2 separate regions of the Sus scrofa genome follow, and region 1 is linked to region 2. The links are chromatin contacts, called in public HiChIP or PLAC-seq maps. All regions are on one chromosome and are shown on one strand. Each heading gives the region's core, a stretch centred on a gene start, on an enhancer-like site or on the middle of the called end of the contact. The rest is flanking DNA. Distances are from core to core; before and after follow the strand shown.

Region 1 (5,749 bases), core at 1,929-4,428, 180 kb before region 2:
ATAATGAGAAAAAATGTTTTTTCTTTCTTTCTTTTTGAATTTTCTAGGGCTACTCCCGCAGCATATGGAAGTTCCCAGGCTAGGGGTCCAATTGGAGCTGTAGCCGCTGGCCTATGCCAGAGCCACAGCAACGCGGGATCCGAGCCACGTCTGCGACCTACACCACAGCTCATGGCAATGCTGGATCCTTAACCCACTGAGCAAGGTCAGGGATCGAACCCGCAACCTCATGGTTCCTAGTCAGATTTGTTAATCACTGCGCCACGACGGGAACTCCAAAATGTTATTTTCTCATGGAACAAAAAAGAACACAATAAAAAATACCATGAGGTAATTATGTCATCTCTGCATTTTCTAGGTATTTGTCATCTCTAATCATAATATGCCTGCCTTCTTAAGGAGCTGGAATAAATAAGCATCACAGTTCAAGCAGCGATATCTTGTCAGATCCTGCCAGAACAGCCTTCTGCCCCAGAATTCTCAGGCCTTCTTCCTCATTCTATATATGTCTGGGTCGCCACTGAGCTGACACTGCAACATGTTAATTTTGCAAACTTGGAGACAAGTTGCCACAGACAAAATCTTTCAGTGTGTTCATTCACTTTTTTCAAGAAGTAGCCTTCACTGGCAGTGGTTCTGTGTCAAGCCCTGGACCAGGTGCTGAGGACAAAGATCAGTCAAGCATGGTTCCTGTCCTCAAGTCGCTCAGAGATGTTAGGAAACATAATATTCACTCTACTACACTACAATGTTTAGCCAGAAGACCCCCTGCTAAAATCTTTTTGCTGCCAGTAAAAATAACACACAAATGATTAGTATTCCCCTAAAATACTAGCACAGAATAATCCAGCTATCATTAAAAAAAAAAAAAAAAAAATGGAGTTCCCGTCATGGCTCAGCACTTAAAGAACCTGACTAGCCTCCATGAGGACATGGGTTGGATCCCTGGCCTCACTCAGTGGGTTGGGAATCTGGCACTGCCATGGGCTGAGGTGTAGGTCGCAGTTGAGGCTCGGATCCCACGCTGCTGAGGCTCTGTCGTAGGCCAGTGGCTATAGCTCTGATTAGACCCCTAGCCTGGGAACCTCCGTGTGCCATGGGTGCAGCCTTAAAAAGACAAAATTAATTAATTAATGAATTAATTAAAGAAAAAAAAAAAGAAGGCTCTTAGAGACTGGAACATAGAATAGGCCAACCAGCTGTGTGACCTTGAGCAAAACACTTAACCTCTCAAACAAAGAGACTTTGTTCCCTGCTGGGAAACAGAGGCAATATCACTTCACTGGGATTTTGTGAAGATGACATAAGACAAAGTATTAAACAGTTTTACCAAGTCCCCCAAGTGGAGCTCTAAGATAGTTTTCTCTCCAAGTCTAAAATCTTTTTCTTAGTCCTGATCCTCCTTGGCCTCAGTTGACTTATTATATCAGTACACAATGATGTTATTCCTAATACTATTTTCTTCATTATCTTTTTCAACTGTATATGGCTTTTTTCATTTATATTACTAACTTCCTAGGGCAGGGGCTTTATCTTCTGCTTATTTATAATTAAATGAAGTCATATATTTGAACGTGGTTCTTAGACTTCAGAGTACTTTGTTGTTGTTTTTTTAAAATTTCATTGGGGTATAGGTGACTTACAATATTATGTTAGCTTCAGGTGCACAGCAAATTGATTCAGTTATGCATACACATATATCAATTCATTTCCAGATTTTTTTTTCCCCCATATAGGCCACCACAGAGTACTGAGTAGATTTCCAAATCAGTATATCCACTTGTCTGCTGAACACTTATTTCTACCTGGCTCGGCCACATACATCAAATTAAACATGTCCAATGTTACACTTCTCAGTGTCCACCCAAATCCACATCCTTTCTTGTGTTCCCAAGCTAGAAATTTGGAGCCCACCTTGATCCCTCCCTTTCTCTAACCCCTTAACATTTTTCCTCTCCATCGTCTTCATCCCTTCTGGTCCTGTTTTCAGCCAGTCCTCATCCTCTCTCCTCTATACTCCTTTTAGAGACTTTGGTCTTGATTCCAGCAGGGCATCCATCCTGGTCTCAGCAGATGGAGTTGTCTGTTTAAGACATGCCCTGACAATACTGCGTACAGGCTCACCATACACTGTGGATGAACTTACTAAGATGCTGTGAGATAACTGCTATCTGTATCAGAGGAGGGTATAATCTGTTGTGGGATACAGTGGGGGAAGATTAGTTCTAGCTGGCTGTGGGCATAGGGTGTCTAAAGAGGCCCTCGAAGAGGCATTAACATTTGAATTGGGACTTGCATGATGAGTAAAAAGTCTCCTAGGCAGAGAAAAATGGAAAGGTCATTCTAGGAAAAGGGAAGACAACTGACGCTTGAACGACATAGGTTTGAACAGCGCAGGTCCACCTATACCTGGATTTTTTTCAGTAGTAAAGACTACAGTACCGTCCAAACTGTGGTTTGTTGACTCTGTGGGTGGAGAGCCATGGATACAGAGTGCCAACTCTAAAATTACACTCTGCAGAGGGTGGGCACCCCTAACCCTGTATGGTTCAAGGGTCAGCTGTAACAAGAGAAAGGCAAGGAGTTGAATCAGTTTCACAGACATTCAGTGTGGGCTGCTGTGTCCCAGGCAATGTCCTCCTTGCCTGAAGAGAACAAGAAGGTGAAGAAGCCACTGACCTCAAGGAGATTATAGTTTTGACAAGCTACTTTTTCCTTGACGTTTCTTGAGGAAGGACGCTCAGGAGATTTAGCCCCTTAATCTCTATTCACTCCTCTAAATCAACTCAAATAAATACAAAATATAAGTGAAAACTGTTTCTAGCAAACCAGCTTCCCTCGCCTCCCCTCCCCTTTTATCCAGATTGCCTGACGCTGCTAAAGTGCTTCCACTGTTTCCTTGTTTGAGGCCCTGAGCTAAGCTGAGGATGCACATATGACCAAGTCCTCAAGGACCCCACTGTCAAAGGGAACATTCAGACTCCGACCCGGTAGACACAATGAGGTGTCCTAGACCCTGTTAGGAATTTGTTCAAAAAGGTGGGGGCACAAGGGAATGAGGGGTCAATTCTGTCTGGGGTCGGGGGAGGATATCTGTGAAAAGTTTATAGCCCATGGTAGCTGGAGTGTGTGTCTCTAAAGAGATATTAAAAGGGGAGGGCCAAAGATGAGTGCCTTCCTCTTTTCCCTCCTTCGAACACTTACAGCATCTAGATCTCCTAAAATATCTTCTCTCCCTCCCCCAGCTCCCTTCTGCCTCAAAATCATAGTTGCATTTTCCTAAGCTTGACATTTCACTTTCTTGCTCTGTAGGTGGAGGAAAGGGTAGGAAGAAATTGGGATTTGTTTGTGGGCAAAACAGGCTGTGTCTTATCTGCTTTTCCTATCTTCTGATTCCTCTATACCCAGCCCAGGACAGTCGAGTTTCTGTAGATTTCTGTGTTTTCCCTGAAGAAGGTGGCATTTTGTAAATGTTGTTTTACTTGATGCCCAACAACTGCCAATTAAGAAACATGACAATAACAGCAATAACAAAAAGCAGTTGGTGGGACGTTTAGGAAGGCAGGAAACCAGCAACACCAGAATGCATTTTGAAGCAGTTTGCGCCTACAATCTTGGCTGTGGAAAAGTTGGAAATGATTTTTGCTAGAAACGTGGAAAAAAAAAATCACATTTCTAAACAGCTGTGTAAAGGAAGGAAACTCATTGAGAAACACAAGCCGTTTTTGTTTCCCTTAAAAAAAACTAACTACTTAATTATTGCACAAGTTAGAAACTTTGGTCTTATCTCCACCTCCCTTTATTTCCTCCTCACTTAATTCCATTGTTTAGTGAGTTTGAAAATCTTATCTCTAAAATGTTTCTCAATAAAATACAGTACAGTATCTTTTCCACTTCCCATCCTTGCTATCAATGTTCTCACTGTTCAAGTTTAGATTATTTCTCCTGCTTGCTTGGCTTTTTAAAAGTCTCTGAGTTTGTCTTCTAGCCTCCAATCTTCCCCATCTCTGTTGTGTTCTCAGTTTTGCTGCCAATATGATTTTTTTAAATAATCACATCTTTAGCATTTATTGACACTCTAAGGGGCAGGGTAAATTAGTCCCAGTTCCTGTCCTTGGTGAGCTTGTGAGGTTCAATGGTTAACATCACCTCTACCTTCTGATTCTGAGTCTCATCCTTGTCTTCTGCTCTGCTTCAGCTGCTCCTTCATTCCATGAGAGGCCAATCACTGAGGAATGTGGGAATGAGCACTGATGTGTCTCCACTGTGTTTAATTTTAGCTGATGATCTAAAGGAAGCAGTTTGACGCTTGGTATAGAATGTAGACAAAGTGCTGTGCGATTGGACATGGTCTTAGGAGTTAAGAACTGCCCTGGCTCCTGGGTCTTCCTGACGACCTGTGTTTTGACATTTGAAGTTAAGTAGAGCCTGCTGATGCCTCCATGAGCCTGATAAGTGTTAAAACCGATTTAGCAGTTGACGATGCCGCCTAATTCATGTCTAAGACCTTTATTTACACATAGGCAATGCAAATATAGCTTGCAGCTGCGGTAGAAGGGATGTGGGGTGAAAATACCTAGACTCTAAGTCTAGTTCTGCTAGTTACTAGCTGTGTGATCTTGCGCAAGCCATTCAATAACTATGCGTCTCCAGGGAACAATATGCAAGATGCAATGATAAACCATAGTGGAAAAGAATATGAACAAGAATGTATATATGCATAACTGAGTCACTCTGCTGTACGGCAGAAATTAACACCACATTGTAAATTGACTCTACTTCAACAAAAAACTTTTTAAATTCCATTAAAAAAGTAACATCTCTCAGCATCTTCATCTGTAAAATGGGCATAATAATACAACTCTTATTAAAGGTTGATATGTGAAATAAAGGGGAAATGTAGGGAGTTCCCGTCGTGGCGCAGTGGTTAACGAATCCGACTAGGAACCATGAGGGTGCAGGTTCGGTCCCTGCCCTTGCTCAGTGGGTTAACGATCTGGCGTTGCCGTGAGCTGTGGTGTAGGTCGCAGACGCGGCTCGGATCCCGCATTGCTGTGGCTCTGGCGTAGGCCGGTGGCTACAGCTCCGATTCAACCCCTAGCCTGGGAACCTCCATATGCCGCGGGAGCGGCCCAAGAAATAGCAACAACAGCAACAACAACAACAACAGACAAAAAGACAAAAGACAAAAAAAATAAAAAAATTAAAAAAAAAAAAAAATAAAATTCTAAAAGGGGAAATGTAGTTGATGGTGCTTAGCACAGTCCTTGGAACTCAGTAGGTCAGTTTTAATAGAACACATAATTCAGACAAACAATAATTTTTAAGCATCTCTGGGTGCCAGGCATTGGGCTAATTTCCAGGGCTTACAGAGATGAATATGATGTGGTTCCTGCTCTTAAGAAGCCAGTGGAGGAGTTCCCACTGTGGCTCAGTGGGTTATGAACGCAGCTAATATCTATGAGGATGCAGGTTCGATCCCTGGCCTTGCTCAGTGGGTTGAGGATCTGGCATTGCCGTGAGCTGTGGTGCAGGTCACAATCACAGCTCAGATCTGGCATTGCTGTGGCTGTGGCGAAGGCTCGAAGCTGCAGCTCCTTATCAACCCCCAGCCTGGGAACTTCCGTATGCCGTGGGTGCAGCCCTAAAAAGCCAAAAAAAAAAAAAAAAAAAGCCAATGGAATCATAATCGACACATTATAAATCTTTTAAATCAGTCTGAATCATGATGTTTCAAGATCCCAACACT
Region 2 (5,989 bases), core at 2,349-4,848:
GGTTGGGGCTGGGCAGAAACGTGCTTGCTGACCAGAAGGACAGAGCCTTTGATTTTAAGCCCTGGGATTGACCATAGCCTCGTGGTTCAGGGACGTTCCTGCCCACGAGGTCCTGAATGGTTGCTTGCATTGGGGGAAACAGGGAGTAAAAGGCAGGTGGGTGATTCCTGGCCACATTCAAGGCTGTCCTTTGAGGGGTAAAGGATTTTCCCCTTGCAGGCAGGTTTTTCTCTAGGTTGAGGGAGTGGGAGAGGAGGCTGTGGCTGTAGATAGTGCACCAATTGAAAACAATTTCTATTCAGTTTCAGCCTTTTATGCTGAGTGTTATAACAAGAAGATACAATTCAATGCTCACATCTGGACCAAATCAAAATTCCTTGGGATGTCCATCGGGGTGCACAACATAGGGCAGGGTGAGTCTGGGTGCTTTGGGTGAACTGCAGTGTTAATAGGAGGATTTCATGTCATTCTGATGTGTGCCGGACACTTGCCTAGTAAGAGTAAATGGCCCCAGAAAGACAGGCGGGATGTCATTGTTGGCATGGAAGCACGTGTCCTCGGGGTGGGAGCAGGGTTGGTTTTCCCTAAACTGAGAGGAGTGTCTGTCCGCTGCTCATCCGCGATTCCGCCCTCTCTCCCCAGGCTGTGTCTCGTGTCTGGACTATGACGAGCATTACATTCTCACGTTCCCCAATGGTTACGGCAGGCAAGTAGAGCTGTGTCCTCCTCCGAACGGCCAGCAGCAGGTCCTGCTGTTCCCTGCGCTGTCCCCTCCTTTCTTTCCTCTCAACGGTCCGCCTTACCTGAAACTTCTGATTCTGCAGGTCCATCCTCACAGTGCCCTGGGTGGAACTAGGCGGAGAATGCAGTATTAATTGTTCCAAAACCGGCTACAACGCAAATATCGTCTTCCACACTAAGCCTTTCTATGGGGGCAAGAAGCACAGAATTACTGCTGAGATTTTGTAGGTATTTTGTTTTTCTGTCTCAGTGCCCCTGATTCTCAGAAATACTTCTTTTATCTTGAACTGCAACTTCCATCAGGAGTTGACTGTTTTAATGGTTCTGTCTTGTAAACTTGTTCCACATCTTCCTAACATCTCATATCAGAAAGAGACCTAAAATCTGGGTTCAGGATAATCTGAGATCATTGGTAGGATTTCCTTCCTAGGAATGACTTGCAGTTGAGGAACTGAAAGGGTCTTCCTGCATCTCCTCACTAACCCAGATCACGCGTGCCTGATTTTTTTTTTTTTTTCTATTTAGGGCCATATTTGCAACATATGGAAGTTCCCAGGCTAGGGGTCACATTGGAGCAGCAGCTGCTGGCCTGTGGTCACAGCCACAGCAATGCAGGATCCAAGCCGTGTCTGTGACCTATACTGCAGCTCATGGCAATGCCAGATCCCCAACCCACTGAGCAGGGCCAGGGATCAAGCCTACATCCTCATGGATACAAGTTGGGTTCGTAACCTGAGCCACAACAGGGACTCTTGGGTGCCTGATCATTATTAACGATGAGCTAGTCCATACCGTAGATCCTGTGATGCCCACTGTGCCTTTTTTTTTTTTTTTGTCTTTTTGTTCTTGTTGCTATTTCTTGGGCCGCTCCTGCGGCATATGGAGGTTCCCAGGCTAGGGGTTGAATCGGAGCTGTAGCCACCGGCCTACGCCAGAGCCACAGCAACGCGGGATCCGAGCCGCGTCTGCAACCTACACCACAGCTCACGGCAACACCGGATCGTTAACCCACTGAGCAAGGGCAGGGATCGAACCCGCAACCTCATGGTTCCTAGTCGGATTCGTTAACCACTGCGCCACGACGGGAACTCCCCCACTGTGCCTTTTCTGTGCCTTTGTTGGGGTGAAAAGTAACCATCACATCTTTGCTTGATTCTTTTTGACACTCTAGGAGCTATGCTGTCTGGGTAACCAGTCAGCTGGGTGGTTTGGAGCCTACCTAGAAAAGGCAAATATGCAGGACTTTCTCTGTCCTCAGAGGCCTACTGGGGGAGTTCCCTGGTGGCTCAGTGGTTTAAGGATCTGGCATTGTCACTACTGTGTTGCAGGTTCAGTCCCTGGCCTGGGAACTTCTGCATGCTGCAGGTACAGCCAAAAAAAAAAAAAAAAAAGACGTTATTGGGCATAGGATTGGTTAAGCAATTCTTTAGGGAGATTATTAAATTTGGATGACAGAATCAGCAACCATAAAATTCTTGAGCAGGATAGGACCATGAACAACACAAGATGAAGTTTACTAAGCATCATGTTAAAATCTAAAATATCATTACAGTCAGAAAACACCTATGGGAGAGCTTAGGCAGCACCCAACCCCATTGTAATGCAGCTGCCCCTGGCCCCCAACAGGCAGGTGGGGGAGGTAGGAGGTCCAGAACGAAGACATGGGCGGGCCTGCACCAACAGGAACTGCTAGCAGATTTTTTGGCCAGTCACAGCGACGTAAAATAACAAAGACTGCTTTCTGAAAGAGCGCTTGGTGGGCTCTTCAAGTTAGGGTAATATTTTAATATTATGAAAATAATTTTGACCTAAGGGGAAGGAAGCCCCAGGGGCCCCTAGACCACACTTTGAGAACCTCTGCACAGTAACCTTCCAAGCTTGGGGTCCTACCGTTTTCCTTTCCATTTGTCTTCCTTTGCACAAAGTCCCAAATCACCGCGGAAAGAAGTTTCAGTCCAGTGACAGCGGCTTCATTCCTCTGCCCTGTGTATTTTCTCTTTCTGACCTCCTAGCCTTCCGTGTTCATGCGTTGCCCTTCCTAATCTGGCCTTTGCTGTAACGCATGTCTTCCCGAGTTTTACCGCTGCCATGCACGTCACTGCCATGTCCAAGCAAGGAAAAGAGTAAACCCCTTTGACCCAGAGGTCCCTTTCAGCCTGAAGATGGAAGCCTCGTCTCCAGTGTCGTGTCCTTAAGTGAAGGCTTTCCTGAGCCTCATTCTAGCAGCATCGCCCTTGCTCTCCAGAGCCCATCTGGACGCACCACAGGACTTGCCATCTCAGATCTCAGTGGCGATGTCTTTCCCCACCAGGCTGTGCACAGCTTAAAGCAGGGCCTGTCCCTAGGTTGCTGTGGCCCCAGCACCTAGTGCATTTCATGGCCACCGTTCCTGTTCATTAGCATCTTGTTCAGGGCCCTCCTTCTTAGACAGATGACTGAGAATCCAGTTTTATTAAGCTGCCTCCACCACAGACTGCACAGCTGCTCTTTGTTCTGCTCTGTGAGTAGGCCACACTGACCAGATTCTTTGCTAGAGTAAATTTCAATTTGAGACTAACACAAACGTTTGTGTTTGTTTGTTTGTTTTAATTTAGTTCTCCAAATGACAAGAAGTCTTTCTGCTCAATTGAAGGGGAATGGAATGGTGTAATGTATGCAAAGTATTCAACGGGGGTAAGAAGCTGTGTTTTGCCACTTATTTCAGGCTTCGTGGAATCATAGCCTGTCCCTTCCTCTGGCTCCCTTCAGCTGGCTACCGAACCACCAAGATGAGCTCTAATGCTCTCTCTTCAGGGCAAGCCTTTTCCTCCCCACCTCTTCCCCAGCAGCATAGGCAGTAGAATGAGTTTTACTTTCACTTCTCCTCTTAAAACACTCAAAGACAACATGGGGGGGGGAATGCTTAGCACTTAGTAAGCACCCAGTCAGTGTTAGCTATGACTTTAGAATGTGTGGTATGTTTATAAATAAAAGGAAGTGCTAAATTATTAATTCATGTTTGTTTTTTATATACACAGTTTGATTTACTGTAAGAAATGTGTTAATCGCCTGGCACCAGGGACACAGAAATAAGATAGTCCTGGCCCTCAAGGAACTTGCAAACTACTAATTAAGATAGGAGCGGGTAGTATGGGATTAACAGGAGGAATCAGTGAACTGGATTTGGACTTGGAGCATTTGAAATGTGAAAAGCACTTGAGTACTTAACGTTAGGATTAGCTGTCTCGGAGTTCCCACTGTGGCTCAGCAGGTTAAGAACCTGGCGTGATGTCTGTGAAGATGTGGATTTGGATGCCTGGTCTTGCTTAGTGGGTTAAGGATCCAGCATTGCTGCAAGCTGAGGCGTAGGTCACAGATGCAGCTTGGACCCAGCATTGCTGTAGCTGTCACGTAGGTTGAAGCTGCAGTTCCAATTCAGCCCTTAGCCTGGGAACTTCCATGTGCCACAGGTATGGCCTTGAAAAAGAAAAAGAAAAAAAGATTTATCTGTCTAGTTCTGCAGGCATGTAGCACATAGCAACATTGAAAAATGTCTGTTGAATTGAGCCTTTACCAAGGTTTAAAACACAATTAGGAGTTCCCGTCGTGGCGCAACAGTTAACAAACCTGATTAGCATCCATGAGGACCCAGGTTTGATCCCTGTCCTCACTCAGTGGGTTGGGGATCCAGGGTTGCTGTGGGCTGCGGTGTGGGTCGCAGACGTGGCTCGGATCCCACGTTGCTGTGGCCCTTGCACAGGCCAGCAACGACAGCTCTGATTGGACCCCTAGCCTGGGAACCTCCATACGCTGTGGGTATGGCCCTAAAACGACAAAAAACAACCCCACACAATTATAATTTAGCCTCAAGCTTGCCTTTGGAACTCATTGTCCACACCAGTAACATATGTGGGGTTTCATTATTAAATCTGTTAATGAGAAGAGTTGACTTTTCCTCCTGGAATAAGGTGAGCAATAAAATACATACCTACCCCTTCTGTCTTCTAGGAAAATGCAGTTTTTATAGATACCAAGAAGTTGCCTATAATCAAGAAGAAAGTGAGGAAATTGGAGGACCAGAATGAGTATGAATCCCGCTGGTAAGGAGATGACACAACTAGAGCTATTGATTCTCTTGCTGGTGGCCACGCATAGGTGCAGGGCTGGCGGTGGGCTGTAGAGCAGGACACAGCAGAGCACACGCTGAGTTTGAAGGCCCGGGTTCACATGGAGCTCCACCACTGAGCACTGTAACCGTGACAGTAAGTTAACCTCTCTTTGCCTTCATCCCTGAAAAGGGAACTACTGCAGCATTGTCATGAGAACTAAATGAGAGAAACATGGAGCACAGGTGTGCTGCTTGGCATATAATAAGAGCCAAGTGTATGCTGACTTAGCACCACCTTTGTGGCTCATAAGAGATGGCAGCGAGGTCCCAACTGAGACCATGTGTATATATATCGAAAACATCTTCAGGTCTTTTTTTGTTTGCAAGGAACTTTAAAAAATAATTTCATTCCTAAATTAATTTCAGTATCTCTAAAGTGACATTTTTAAAAAAACACTAACCACAATGTATTTTTTAAAAAATGAGTTCCTCCTTAATATCATCAAATATCTAATTGGTATTCAATTTATAATGTCTCAAACATCATAAATTTTTCCCCCTTCCATCTGTGGGATGAAATCAGGATCCTTTAGTGGTATGAGGATTCATGCACTAAAGTTGTTTTTTAGCACATGAAGGGATTTCTTAAATGAAGGGGACCTTACAAATTGTAACCCTGCCTATTGCCTTTAAGTTGTTAACAGTCTACTTGCCTGGACTGGAAATACATAGACATTTATGCTCTGCCGCTAACACAAGGGGGTCTTAGGATGGTTACTTTTCTAGTCCCAATGAATCTTCACTTGTAAAGTGTTGTTTGGACCAGACGTGTCTCGTTATCTGTCTCTCATCTTCCAGTCTTCCCGGCCTTGAGAGGAAGCCAGCTCTCTTTCCACCATCACCCCCTTAAGCCTCTGCAGTGCTTCTCTTGACCCTTATTCTCTGTATTCAAAACTGCTTCTCCCAGGTTTCATTCTTAATTCCAAGGGAGTTTTTATCAAATGGAACTTCTCAGCTCCTCTGATCTAAATAACCCTTTTGGTTTATAGTAAAGGACACTGAAGCCCTGGAGAGGTGAACTGACAGCCCCAAGGTTGTATCCCTAGTTAGAGGTACAGCCAGATGAGGTGGGAGGGCAGCGGGAATCCCAGTCTCAGCTGT

Evidence for each region. HiChIP or PLAC-seq counts read pairs in DNA pulled down with a chosen protein or histone mark.
Region 1: an H3K27ac HiChIP or PLAC-seq map of alveolar macrophages shows a contact between it and region 2. The contact joins two enhancer-like sites. A contact is called at or near these places in 1 of 5 promoter capture datasets (liver) and 1 of 2 datasets of contacts at active chromatin or transcription factors (alveolar macrophages).

The regions. Positions count from the first base shown.
Region 1 is chr6:160,574,805-160,580,553 of Sscrofa11.1, reverse strand. No RefSeq gene overlaps it. Among named protein-coding and RNA genes, the nearest start is that of OSBPL9, 11 kb to the right of the region's middle. Within about 2 kb of position 3,178, at least 10 of the 83 cell types and tissues checked have an H3K27ac peak or open chromatin away from gene starts, as enhancers often do. A contact at or near this core is called in alveolar macrophages, where this site is marked.
Region 2 is chr6:160,390,115-160,396,103 of Sscrofa11.1, reverse strand. OSBPL9 (oxysterol-binding protein-related protein 9) reads left to right here. Exons shown (of 25, transcript XM_005665435.3): 19 at 303-413; 20 at 643-706; 21 at 825-965; 22 at 3,336-3,414; 23 at 4,729-4,820. Among named protein-coding and RNA genes, the nearest start is that of NRDC, 94 kb to the right of the region's middle. Within about 2 kb of position 3,598, at least 13 of the 83 cell types and tissues checked have an H3K27ac peak or open chromatin away from gene starts, as enhancers often do. A contact at or near this core is called in alveolar macrophages, where this site is marked.